2 separate regions of the Anas platyrhynchos genome follow, and region 1 is linked to region 2. Evidence: chromatin contacts called from public Hi-C data. All regions are on one chromosome and are shown on one strand. The core of a region is the stretch at or near the end of the contact, and the rest is flanking DNA. Distances in the headings are between cores, read along the strand shown.

Region 1 (2,700 bases), core at 200-2,699, 92 kb before region 2:
TCTTCTCTCCTCTGCTGGTTGCCATGAAATTTGGCAGATCCGGGCATCACTGCCTAATCCAGTTGGTATTGGCCTCCAGGTTCAAAGCTATTAGGTGACACAGACACATTCAGAGAAAAATTGCATAAATAGCCATTTTCTCCCCTTCACCTTTTCTCTTATTCTGCTTTTAAAATCAATTATGTCGGAGGTGTCTCTTAAAAAAAAAAAAAAGAAAGAAAGAAAGAAAAAAGAAAAGAAATAAAAATGTAGCCTCCTGCCTCCCTTCTGTTCTTTGAGAATCCCTTAAAAAAAAAAAAAAAAAAATTGGAACTGTTTTCCAAACATCCCATTCATGGGAGCTGGAAAGGGGCCACGCTTGGCTGTTTCTTGGCTGCAGACGGGGAGATCTGGGGCAGAACATCACGGGTTGCGTTTGGGCTGGCGGGGAGGGATGCTGCTACAGAGCGATGGGGGTAGGGAAAAATTTTGCCCCCAAGAGAGGAAGCTGAAAACCATAACTCCTCCTGAAAGTGATATTTTTGGAAAGTTGGCCTGGTCTGGTGACGCTGGAATGCGGCTCCTCGCAGCGAGTGACAAGGAGGAATTATGCCGGGACAGAAGCTGCCCTTTCTTCGCCTTCTTGCCCTGCTCACAGTGGGCTGACACCCGTTTATTTTTTCAGAAAGGGGTAGCCCTAGACCCTTCCCACCCCTACAAGTGGTGGTTTTGCTTGGGGGCAGCTTCATCTGGTCCCATGCAAAGCAGTGACTCTCCTGTCCCCATCTCCAGCCCCACAGCCCTCCACTGGCCATGGGGAACCACTGGTTCCAAGTGAAGGGACCACTGACAGCGTTTCCACCCTCAATCCCCTTCTCGGGGGCTTTTTGCTATAGATTTCTGTCTTTGTTTTGGATTAAAACATCTGAGCAGCCCCCGAGCAGGACAGATCCTGGCTTTTTCTCTTAAAAAAAATCAAAGCTGATCACTGGCTCCCAAATGCCTCTCCCAGTCTGTCCAGTCTGGGGCACCCACCCGTACTGGAAGGACTGGGGTGGAGAAAAATGGCCACAAGGGACCTTGGGGAGCGGTCGTGGTCCTGAGGCACTGATGAGAGATGGGGGTTTGGGATCCTCGCTCCTTCCCACCCTGCAAACCCGTTTTGCCAAATGGAGGGGGGGGCTTCCCCAATGAGGGCTGGGGTTGTCCCTGCGAGGAGGAGGAGAGCGTGGCAGGGTTGCAGCTTAGAAAGAAAAGGGGGGGGGAAATAAATGTTTTGAGCATATGGGAGAAAAAAATTATATATATATATATAAAAGCACATTAGGAAAATGAAAGCGACTGGTGACTAAACTGCTTTGGTTTAACATCTGCACAGTGTTACGGACACGGCACTGTCTCCAAACCAGACACGCTGCTCCGCTTCGCCTCTCCCAGCTTGCGCGAGCCCTCCTCGCTCTCCCGCTCGGCTCGAATGAAAGCAGCAGCTTTTATAAATAGCAGCTGAGAGGTCCTGGATGGGAATTTGCCTGACTTAACAGTCCTGTATATAGCCCAAGCTTTGGCAGCTCCTGCGGAGGGGAGTGGAGCGTGACCTGCCCTCCCCCCCCCCCGGGTGACGTGGTCCCAGCCCGCCCAGGTGGTGGGAGGCGAGGGACCGGGCTGGGGAATGGGCACATTTCCATCTCAGCACCCTAGTGGCACCTCCTGGCCACCCCTGGCCATGACCCATCTGCTGGGCATCATCATCATCATCATCATCATCATCACTGGGAGCTCACCATGGGGCCAGGAGGAAAGGTGAATTTTGGCTGGGTCACCTCTCCCTTCCCCACCAACAGATAATTTAGGGGGCTGTAGATGAAATGAACACCTCGGTGCCTCTTGAGATTGATCACAGGCTGAGAGTGGGGCTGACAGCAGGTGAAACCCCATCAGGGTACAGGATTTGTCCCATCTGGAGGGAGCTTTGGCTCCCCAATCCCCACCAACGTGGACATCGCTGGCACAGCCAACCACTCCAGCATCCTGCTAGGATTTTGGGGAAGGACCACGGCCTCGGAGCAGCCCCGACCTCCCGTCGAGGCAGGGATGCTCTTGGTGGCCAAGCAGCCACAGAGCGAGCCAAGGAGCTGCTCGGATCCAGCGACTCCAAATCTGGCAGCGGCTCCGTCTGCACAAAACTTCTCACTTGGCTACCAGGCTGTTTTCCATCCCGGGGTTATTTCTCCAGCTCAGTTCATGTTTATAGTGGATTAACCTGCTGTGAGGAGCCTAGGTATTATTTATGGCTAATTATTGGCATTTGGCTGGCTGGGAGGATGGAAGGAATACGATACTGCGGTGCTTACACGGCTTGTTCCAAACTGCGTTCGGCTCCTTCGGCTGAGTGTGCGTGTTTACGATGCCAGCTCACGTTATTTTCATTACCCCCTCTCCACTAATAAACTTTCGGATGAACCAGACTTGAGAGGAGCAAATCCTTTGCAGAAGATGTTCTGGTGTCTTTCCAAAGACCCGTTGTTGAGAAATCAAGGGCGCAGCCGCACTCCGGGACGTAAGGAGTTCAGCTGCGGTGGATCCGCCGCATTTGCATTGTATTAACTCCGGCTGCCGGCTGCCAAACAGCGCGCTCTTTGCATCTGAAAATAATAAGGCTGCGGGAATAATAGTCCTAAAGTGAATTTTCAAAGCATCTTTTAAAAATACCAAGGCCAGGCT
Region 2 (2,753 bases), core at 249-2,748:
CGAAGGTTTCAATTCCGTCGCATTTAAGGCATCAAATCTTACTCGGAGATGGTGCAATTTAAATGAAAACAACAACTTGAGTTCCCATCGCAGCGAATTTCGCCACAAAAGAGGAGAGGGGAAATACTGGAGAGAAAAGTAACTTTCCTCGTGTAATCTCCCCAGAAAGAAAAAAAAAAAAAAAAAAAAAAAAAAAAAAGAAGTAATAAAATCCTAGCAAACCGGGAAAGTTTCGGTTTGCCAATTCTTCTGAACGATGTTTAGTGAGTCCCAGGTTGGTTTTTTTTCTCCCCCCCTTCTTATTTCCTGAAGAGACACAGAGAGAAAGAAGGAGCAGACAGAGAGACAGACAGAGAGACAGGAGGGGAGAAACCCACCACAGCACCACACTCGTGCAGTTCACCATCTGAAAAGTCGCTCCCTTTGAGCAAATTCGACCCCCTTTTCCCCTCCACGAGGAATTTTTGTGCACGACACCACACATGCCATTTTAGCCCAGAAACTTAAGACAGTTCGGAATGAAAGTGGATAATTAAAAAAAGCTGTCTTTGCAGGCTCAGGGAAGGCGAAGCTGCTTTGCTGAGGGAAAATGGGGAAATAAGAAAGGCAACCTAGGCTTTTATTGTCTTTTTCTTCATAAAAAAAAAAAAAAATGCTGCTTGGGAAAAATCCAACCTGCTTAAGGAGTCTGGGCTTCGGGATTTCGGGGAAATGCCTGGCTGAAGGGCAGCAAGCAGCTCTCTGAATTATTCCCCCAATTTTCCCCCTCTCTTCCCACATCTCCGTCGAAGCAGCCAAAGAAAAGCGGCTCCGAGCGCATCACCCCACCGCACCCCCAAAGCGTTGCCAGCCCTCCACTCCCGAGCCCCAAATAATTTTAATTAGAATTAAAAGAGCAAGAAATAGAAGCTGCTCAGCAGCCGGCTGAGCCCAGGGGAGCTCGCCCGTGCCCGGGGCGGGGGGGGACGGCGCAGCCGAGTGGCGGGGGGGGGGTCCTCTGTTTGGGAGGCAACAATTAAAAATCGCCATCGGTTTTGGGGCGCAAAAAGACAATTCCGAGAAGGCACGGAGACAGGGAGAAAGGAAAGTGGGGGAGCTGAGATTTTAAAAAATAGAAATAGATTTTTTTCACCCTCTGTCCCCCATTCTCCGCAATTTTTTTAATCATTTTTTTTTTTTTTTTTCCCCAAAAATCTTCCTCCGCGATTTTTTTTTTTTTTTTGAAAAAGGGGGGTCTCCCTCGCTTTTTTTTTCCTCCTTCGCCCCCTTCCACGCGTGGCTCCGTTGGTAAACAAACTGGCGGGAGGGGAGCGGGGGCGGCGGGGTTCTGCCTTTGTTCAACGTGAAGGTCCCGGCCCGGTGCTGGCAGATGTCGCTGTTGCTCCACGGTGCCGCTCCCGGTCCCGACAACTTGACCCCCGTGACGTCGGCCCCGTCTGAATCATCAAGGCCATTTTCAATCCTCATTGGCCTGGGCATCACGTGGGGGGGGTGGGGGGGGGGACCGATGCGTGGATAATTATGGTGCTTGATATTTTTTCCCCCTAAAAAAAAGATGTCAGCCCCTGGCTGGAGTATTCCTCCTTAAAAACCCTCTCTGAAAATGTCATGTCCCAACAATGTGACTTCTAACTCGTTTTTGATGGACTCGTTGGCCGGTACCTGTAGAGGGGAGAATTATTCCTCCAGCCAAGGGATGTACATGCAGCCTGGGAGCGATTTCAGCTGCGGAGTCATGAGGAACTGTGGAATTATCCCGTCTCTTTCCAAAAGGGACGAGGTGAATAGCGCTACCTTGTCTCTCAGCACCTATCCATCTTACCTTTCTCAGCTAGACACTTGGTGTGACCCCAAAAATACGTACAGGATCGAGCAACCTGTTGCAAGACAGCTCCCATCCTGCTCCTTCCCAACCAATGTCAAGGAAGAGAATGTTTGCTGTATGTATAACGCTGATAAAAGAGCTAAAAATGCCACAGAGACAGCCCTCTATCCCAACCAAATGCCTGAGTCTTGCCTAAATGACCATGAAGTCCCCGTTCCTAGCTACTACCGAGCAAGCCAAGGTTACCCCTCCATGGAGAAGACGTCAAACTGCAGCAATCCAAATGAGTTTGAGGCAAGTTTTGAATCCAGGGCGAGCCTGAACCCAAGGAATGAGCATCTGGAACCAGCACCACCACCTCCTCCACCTCCTCCGCCGCCCCCGGTGGCTAAAGTGAGTTTCCCCGAAAACACAAAAACAGATAATACTCAGAACACATCCACGAACGAAATTAAAACAGAAAAAAGCGCCCCAGCACCCAAAATAAGTCCTTCGGAAGCAGAGAAAGACCTGAATAAAAACACTGACACCAGCACTGACAATTCTGACAATGAAGCAAAAGGTAAGGGAATCATTCATTATCAGTAGCTAATTTCGGCAATTAGTAATCATCCATAGCTAATAAGAACCGTAATAAGAATATGCAGTAATGTGCTCTCTATCCTGCCAACTTCTTTTCCAGAGATTGGCATAATATTGTTGTTTATTGTTGCTGACTTTTGAAATACATATATATATTCTTACTAGAAACGTTAACTTAAAAATATGTGTATTGGAGCTGAGGGAAAGGAAGAAAAAAAAAAAAAAAAAAGAGAGCAGTCAGCTATTTGAAAAGTCGTCCTCTCGCTGTTTATATGGAGAAAAATTGCTGTGCATGTACTTATGGAAAAAAAATGTCCTTGCAACCAACGCTGCAGAATGTGTTGAG

The links. Hi-C and Micro-C count contacts between places; a contact is called where the count stands out from the background.
Region 1: a contact with region 2 is called in a Hi-C map of liver, with 2.2 times the contacts expected there. The contact joins the enhancer-like site here to the promoter of HOXC10 in region 2. A contact is called at or near these places in 2 of 8 Hi-C or Micro-C datasets (liver and subcutaneous adipose tissue).

What each region holds. Positions count from the first base shown.
Region 1 is chr34:1,967,885-1,970,584 of IASCAAS_PekinDuck_T2T, reverse strand. No RefSeq gene overlaps it. Among named protein-coding and RNA genes, the nearest start is that of ATP5MC2, 24 kb to the left of the region's middle. Within about 2 kb of position 1,449, at least 1 of the 8 cell types and tissues checked has an H3K27ac peak or open chromatin away from gene starts, as enhancers often do. A contact at or near this core is called in subcutaneous adipose tissue, where this site is marked.
Region 2 is chr34:1,875,524-1,878,276 of IASCAAS_PekinDuck_T2T, reverse strand. HOXC10 (homeobox C10) reads left to right here and starts at 1,498. Exons shown (of 2, transcript XM_005027447.6): 1 at 1,498-2,387. The coding sequence starts at 1,604.